2 separate regions of the Rattus norvegicus genome follow, and region 2 is linked to region 1. A link is a contact called in public Hi-C data. All regions are on one chromosome and are shown on one strand. Each heading gives the region's core, a stretch centred on a gene start, on an enhancer-like site or on the middle of the called end of the contact. The rest is flanking DNA. Distances are from core to core; before and after follow the strand shown. Region 1 overlaps Adgra2 (adhesion G protein-coupled receptor A2). Region 2 overlaps Plpbp (pyridoxal phosphate binding protein).

What was found. Hi-C and Micro-C count contacts between places; a contact is called where the count stands out from the background.
Region 2: a contact with region 1 is called in a Hi-C map of the A7r5 cell line, with 3 times the contacts expected there. The contact joins two enhancer-like sites. A contact is called at or near these places in 6 of 12 Hi-C or Micro-C datasets (the A7r5 cell line, Schwann cells, frontal cortex and 2 more).

Annotation. Positions count from the first base shown.
Region 1 is chr16:71,649,511-71,653,053 of GRCr8, forward strand. All of the region lies in intron 2 of Adgra2 (adhesion G protein-coupled receptor A2), which reads right to left. Among named protein-coding and RNA genes, the nearest start is that of Brf2, 20 kb to the left of the region's middle. Within about 2 kb of position 1,446, at least 34 of the 93 cell types and tissues checked have an H3K27ac peak or open chromatin away from gene starts, as enhancers often do. A contact at or near this core is called in the A7r5 cell line, where this site is marked.
Region 2 is chr16:71,709,251-71,713,320 of GRCr8, forward strand. It overlaps Plpbp (pyridoxal phosphate binding protein), which reads right to left. Exons shown (of 8, transcript NM_001107320.1): 5 at 1,080-1,214. Among named protein-coding and RNA genes, the nearest start is that of Plpbp, 6.4 kb to the right of the region's middle. Within about 2 kb of position 1,696, at least 7 of the 93 cell types and tissues checked have an H3K27ac peak or open chromatin away from gene starts, as enhancers often do. A contact at or near this core is called in the A7r5 cell line, where this site is marked.

The sequences.
Region 1 (3,543 bases), core at 196-2,695:
ACATACTAAAGATGATACTAGAGTCAAGAGACGGAGAGGAAGGGCTTTGAATGGGGAACAGGGACAGGGGATGGAGAAAGCTTTGCATCAGGAAATAGAAGACTAGGCTTCCCATGGTCCTTCAACAGAGCCACTCCAGATCTTACAGAGCTGTTCTGGGGAGCCTTTGAAAACAGCTATACCTACCCATCAGGGGGAGCTTTCCATTTATTGTATTCCAACAGCTAGCGTTCCCATTCTCTCTCTCTTTCTCTCTCTCTCTTTCTCTCTCTCTCTTTCTCTCTCTCTCTCTTTCTCTCTCTCTCTTTCTCTCTCTCTCTCTTTCTCTCCCTCTTTCTCTCTCTTGTCCTCCTCCTCCTCTTCTTCCACCTCCTCCTCCACCTCCTCCTCCTCTTCCTCCTCCTTCTCCTCTCTCTCTCTCCCTCCCTTCCTCCCTCCCTTCTACCTTTCCTCCTCCTCCTTCTCTCTCTCTCCTTCCCTCTCTATCTCTTCCTCCCTCCCCCTTCTCTCCTTCTGTCCCTCCCCATGTCCCTCCAACGTCTCCCCCTCTCTCTGGAGCCTATGAGGAAGAGGACAGCAAGGCTAGGTGAGCAATACACTGTGCCCCTGTACAGCCTCAAGCTCAAGTTGACAATCATGAGGTCCAGATGAGGCCCAGGGCTAATAAAATCTATGCAATGTCTTCAGTCCCAACCCCCCACTGCTGTCAGGAGGTGGCAAGGAAGCTGCTCTTGGGCTGAGCAGGTCACGGCAAGATGGGTGATGACTCCTGAGGGTCATCCCCACTGCACATGAAGAGACATACCACAGGTGAATCTCATAGCAGCCCCTGACTCCCAATTCAGGGGCTCAAACACCACTGAGGCAGGACTTCAACTCTTGATCCTGCCTCTCCTCTCCTCCCCTCCCCATTGGCTGCAGGTCCCCCCCATCCCCCACATGCTAACCAGGAGGACATGCCTATCTAATGGCATCAGCCCAGTATGTAGCATGCAGGCCTCTGTACAAAGGGCCAGATTGGGTACCTGCCTACTCATCTTCTGCACTAGCCTCTAGGCTGTGCATGGCTATGGAGAGCTACAGATCATGACCCACCTACCCAAGGTTCCACCAGACCCCACCTTTTCTAAGCTAACACTGACACTGAGGCTGCCCAGAGCACTAAGGGCCATTTTTTCTGCTCCCACCTGAAAGAGCCTAGGAAGCTAGGAAGCAGTGAGTAAAGGGGAGCCACTCCTGGAGGAGGAAGACAGAACTCTGACAAAGATATCTGGGGGTCAACCTGGGGTTGACCAAAGTTCACCATCCCAGGTAAGTCTAAGGCCTTGGAGACAGGTCTGAATTATGGACAGGAGAGAGTTAACTGAGCTATGTCCCTGCTGGGTAAGAGGAAATGGGTGTCCAGGATAGGGAGGTGCTGTCCTGTCCCACCAGGGGGCCTGTTTGTGCAGTCCCTTTTGGGGAAAGAAACGCTGAGAGACAAGAGGCAGTAAGGTCCCTCTCACACCAAAGCTGAGAACGATGCTGAGTCCCCTTTAGGAAGGGAAATGCTAGTACCCCAGGGCTCAATGTCCTAGAGAAAGTTGGAGCTGTGTGGAGGTGCCCCAGTGCTGGGCAGAAGCACTGTGGAATGGCCTGGGCTGGCCCTAGATTCTCTGCATGCCCAGTTGAGAGGACAGCGGAAAGTCCCCCTGCCCAGGACTGCCCTTCCTGTGTATCCCCCCACCCCCCTTCGACTGTCAGGCTCCACCCTTTCATCCCACCCTCTTCTGTTGATCCAGCATGTGCCCCCTGGCCTCTGCTGGGGTCTGGCCATTCTCAGGGATCTGCCTCCCACCCCCATGCAGGGGCGGGTAGAGGGAAACACATTCCTCATTGTGTGTCACTTCCCTTCATGGGCTGCCAAGGGGCTGAGGCGGCAGCCCCCCGCCCCTCCCCTCTCTGCTCACTTGTGTTTATTCTCATTTCCTCCCCCCACCCCGTGAACCCCACCCGCCTGCCCCACTGATGCTCTGCAGATGGGAGCAAGGCAGCCCTGGGGCCCCAGCCCCTCTCCCTGCCCTGTTTCCTGCAGCTGAGCACTCGGGGCCCTCTCTACAAGGCAGCTTCCACAGGGACAAGCTTTCTCCCCCTTTCCTCAAGTGGGGCTCAGAGGTGACCAAGATGGTCTCTTGCAGTTAGGTTCCTAGGAGTGGCCCCAACCAGGGGCTGCTCCCTGGGCTGAACCCAGACAGTCCAATAGACGTCTGGATGACAGGCCATGTCTCCTGGTCCCTGAATAGGGGAAGTGGCTCAGGGCTGTACTTCCCCAGGGACAGGAGGAAATGCTACCCCAGGACCTGTATATTTAGAAACCCAAGGCTCTTGTCAATTGGCTGTTCTGAACCCTTCCTGTATAATATTGCTGGGGAAAGCTGAGGAAGTCGGGACTCCCATCCTGGAAGAGTGTTCTACACTTAACAGTGGGGACATGGTCTTGAAGGGCTGTGGAACCCAGGCTAAGAACACCTTGTTCCACAGAGCTGGGGATAGGGCTTACTGGGAGAGCTCCTGCTGCATGTGTAGGCCCCAAGTTCCATCCCACAATGAAAAACACTCCAGGTATGGTGGTGCATACCTTTAATCCCAGCACTCAGGAGGTACAGACAAGTGGACCCCTATGAGTTTGAGATAGCCTGGTCTATGTATCGAGACCCTGTTTTTTTTTTTAGGGGGGTTTTTTTTTTTTGTTTTTGTTTTTTTTTGTTTTTAAAGATCCTTGCTCCAGATTATCTAAATGAATCCTCCATTAATTAGCTGAGGCTGCAAGCCAAAGTAACCAGTTGAAGGACACAGATGTTTCTAGAATATGGATTCCATGTCTGTTTCCACAGAGCTCTAGACCCAGGACAAAGGCACTTCACTGATGGTGTGTCCCTATCCCCATTGCCTTTTGTGCACTCTTGATCATACACTGGCCACCCTGACTCCAGGCATGCCCTTCTCCTGCCAACAGGTGTCAGCATCAAGGAAGGGACCCCTGACGGCAAAATGGAGGGAGACTTCCTAGGGCAGTCACGCTCTGTGTCCTTTCCAGAACCTGAGTGTGGGAAGTCAAAGCTGGCCACAGCAGTGATGCAAATCTTCCATCCTGGCACTTAGGAGGCTGAGGCAGGAGGATTGTGAATCTGAGGCCAGCCACAGTTATATATCTGGAACCCATCTCCAAAAACTGGAAACGAGCAGAAGCAAAACAAAACAAAAAAGCCCACCAGGTGAAAGTTCCCAAAAGAACTCGATCGTTACTGCATAAAAGGCAAAAGTACCAAGTATCCATCAATGCATAAATAGAAGATTTAAAAATATAGCATGTTCAGTCAATGAGCTATTTATTGTTTGCCCACAAGGAGGAATGAGTGCTGATAAAGCCTGGACAAAGCTGGAAAATGTTACACTGGCTGAGAGGATCTAGTTATAAAAGATTACATATTATATAATTCTATTTATATGACATATCCATAACAGGCAAATCCGTAAAAATGGAGAAGATATTAGCGGTTGCTT
Region 2 (4,070 bases), core at 446-2,945, 60 kb after region 1:
AAAGTAATAGTAACTGTTAATCTGCTGACCCCTGTGCCAGCCCTACGACTTCTCACTTCATACAGCAACTCTAAGTGTTCTTACCCACATCAGTCTTCAGAGGAAATTAAGACAGGCGGGAGCAGTCTTTTCCTAAGGCTATGGACTAGAACTGTGCACCTGAGATTTGAGCCCAGGCAACCTGACTTCAGGGCACATCTGGAAAACAGATGTCTACACTGAGCTCCTTCAAGCCAAGATCTGCTACATGTGAGCGCCAGGAAGATGGTTGTAAGCAAATGCCTGGCATTCACTCTTAACAAAAAGCGAGCAAAGGAGAAGTCCAGGGTTCCATATCACTGTGCAGAAGCCTCATCACACCCTTCTAACAATGGCCACTCCCTCGACGCCACTGCCACAGAAGGAAACTCAGGTACAGAGAGGTTAGGTAACTGACTGAAAGTTCCAATGCTGGAGAGTGGTGGCACTCAAGCAGACGTCTGTCTGATGTCAGAGCCAGGCTCCTCTGTAGTTCACGGCCACACTGCTAGGCCAGGCCCCGTGAGACACTCACTCATTGTTCAGCAGCAACTCCTTCTATTCTTGCCCAATGAAGCACTGCGTAATTTTCCTGAGACCTAAGAAGTATCCCACATGTAATTCTCAATCTCCTCCAGGAGGGAATTTCCAGTTATAAGTTCCAGAACTTCAAAGTTATAATTCTTCAAAATTAATACCTAACAAGCTGGGATATATTAAAGAATTATATTGGGCTGGAGAGATGGCTCAGCGGTTAAGAGCACTGACTGCTCTTCCAGAGGTCCTGAGTTCAATTCCTAGCAACCACATGGTGGCTCACAACCATCTGTAGTGGGATCCGATGCCCTCTTCTGGTGAGTGTCTGAGGACAGCTACAGTGTTCTCACAGACATAAAAACAAAAGAATTATATTGGATCACCACACTGGTAAATCCTGACAAAGCAGCTCATCAGAAGGCTAGAGCTTCTCCCCCCAATATCCTCAGACGCTTACACTCACACTCTACCTGAGTCTCGGCCATCTAGGAGAGCAAACATCACGGTCAGGCCTAGTCACTTACTGTCCTCTCCACTGGTGTTAATCTGCACCATCACCTTCAGTCGTTCAGGAGAACCTTTCTTCTGCCAGGAACTGTTCACCTTGTCTGCCAACTTCACGGAGTCTATAGTTTCCAGCATAGAGAGGTTGGGGACGGCTGAAAAGAGAAAGTGGGAAGGGAGTAGCCTTCATTTTCCCTGCTGCCAGAGGAGACACGCAGCAAACCTTTGATCTGGTCGAGGAGGAAGTACTCCAGGAAAAGAAAAGCACAGTTAAATCTCATGACTGGCCAAGAAGACGTGCACGAGAGCTTGCTAGACATGAAGCTCAAAGGCAGACAAGCCCCATCCCACCAGCAAAGATAGATAAGGGAGACATAAGACACCACAATCAGGCTGCATGAGTAGGGAGATGATTCAGAAAGTTGGTAGTTGAGGTTCTGAATAGCAGGCCCGATCTAATTATGTCTCAGTTCAAACTGAGTGAAACAGGTCAAGTGACAAAGGACAGAGGCTATCCAGAAGCCAAGAGCTAGCCTGGAGAGATACCATGTTCTTACACTTTCTGGGATGGGTCTCTTTATTCGACAGGGACACCAGAATAGCTCCCACCGGATGCTCAGTCAGTGAGGTCATCAAAGCTGCCTTCAGTGAAGATGAACTATGACTCTTGGCACAGATAAAGGACCATGGCACAACCCTACCAGCTTACTGTGCCGAGCACAGGAATCTTCCAGGCAGTCAGCTAACTACTTCCCTGTCTCCCACCCTTGCTTTTTTTCCTTTTTTCCTCTTCCATGGTGAAGACTGAGCCCAGAGCCTTGTTGGGATGGAGACACAAGTACAGGAAGGCTATGCCTTGGTAGTGTAAATAATTAATTCTAAACTCAGCTCTGACCTGATTATACACCAACTGGTAGTAGGAACAAGCCCTAAAGTGGTGGCACACACCTTTAATCCCAGCACTGGGAGGCAGGGGCAGGGGCAAGGGCAGGGGCAGGGGCAGGGGCAGGGGCAGGGGCAAATCTCTGAGTCCGAGGTCAGGCTGGTCTGCCAAGAGTTCCAGGGACCACAGAGAAATCCTGTCACAACAAACCAACCAAACAAAACCCCAAAACCCTAAAAGGATGAAATTGTTCCAATAAAATGTAAACGATGTTGCAGAAGTATTTGTAGGGATGTAAAAATAGCCAGAACTGAATAAGACAAATTTATGTGTGAAATACATGTTGCTGGGTGTGCTAGTGGTCATGCCTGCAGTTCCAGAATTCAGGAGGCTGAGGCAGGAGGATCACCACAAGTTCTAGGCCAGCCTAGGTTATATAGTGAATTCCAGGTCAGCATGAGTTGGTCAGATTGTGTCTCAGAAAAACAATGATAAACCAAACCATCAACGTAAAAGCAACTATTCACAGGATGAGGTATAATGAGAAGTTGACTGAAACCGACCCAGAACTGAGGAAAAGATAATAAGGACAGTAAGTCATTTCTTCCATGTATTTAACGAGACTCAAAAGTCTAGCAGAAACAAATATCCCCCTCCCTAAACTCAAATCGTATGACAAACTCTGAGTGCTAACATTAGGCATTAGCTAACAACATTCTTTATGATGGCAAAGCCAGTTGTGCTGGTCGGTTTTGTTTGTTTTGTTGTTTTTGTTAACTTGACACAGGCCAGGGTCATGTGAGAAGTGCAAACTTCGACCGAGAAAATGCCTTCATAAGACTGGCCTATAAGCAAGAATCTGTGCCATTTGATTAATGATGCTGTAGGGAGGCACGGCGCACGGTGAGTGGTGCCATCCCTGAGCAGGTGATCTGGGCTGTATAGGAGAGCAGGCTGAGTAAGCCATGGGGAGCAAGCCAGTAAGCAACGTTTCTCCATGGCATTTGCTTCAGTTCCTGCCTCTGGATCCCTGCCTTGGCTTCTCAGTGATGGACAGTGATATGGAGGTATAAGCCAAATAAACCCTTTCCTCCTAAGTTGCTTTTGTTCATTGTCTTGATCACAGCAACAAAAAGCAGACAAGGACCCCATTCCAAACACATGCCATGATCAGGGGCTCTGGGGTAGCAGTGGGGAGAATTCTCCTGACAGGTGTAGCCTTGATTCCTTTTAGTGCTTAATCTTGGGCAAGCTGTTTAATTTCTCGAGCCTTAGTTTACTGTTTCCCTGCCTGTGGGACTAATTCAGTAATGACTACATCATTTTATGCATTCATTAGCCATATCTCCTTGTGGTATTATTTTTGTGGTGGTCTTAGAATTTATAGTATAAAAATTGAAGATCCAAACTGTGAAACTTCTTGAGCATTGGGGTCAAGACATATATTACATGTTTAAACTTCATACTCTGTGGCTATTATATCTAAACAATTAATTAAAAAAATTTAAGCTGATTATGGTGGCATGTGCCTACCAAGCATTTAGGGGGCCAGGACAGGAGCATGGTGAGCTCAAGGCCATCCTATCCCTATAGCTAGATCATGTCTCAACAAATAAAACTCAAGATGAACCATAGGAGGAATTTTTACTTAAAGTTTTCTTTTTTTAATTTTATTTACAAAAGTTTAATTTAAGTCTACGCTAGTGGATGTTTTACCTATAGGTCTGTGCACCACGTTTGTGCCTGGTGCCTAAGGAGGCCCAAGATGCTGCTGGATGCCTGAAGCTCCAGTTAGAAAGAGTTGTGGGCTGACATGTGCATGCTGGGTAGCTAAACCCAGGTCTTCTGGAAGAGCAGAAAGTGCTCTTAACCTCAGAGCCATCTCTCCAGCCCCTTTATTTTAATTTTATTGACACAGGGTCTATGTAGCTCTGTCTTCTTAACTTATTAGATCTGTCTGCCATTGTCTCCAGAGTGCTGGGCTTAGTGTCATATGTCACTGTGCCCAGAGAAGAAATGTAGACAAACAAGCAGAGAGCTCCGAAACAGTAAAGGAAGTAACTGGAGTGGAGAGGAGAGAGTGTGAAAAAAGAATGGTCTGAATTTTGTTTATTTTTTATTACATTGA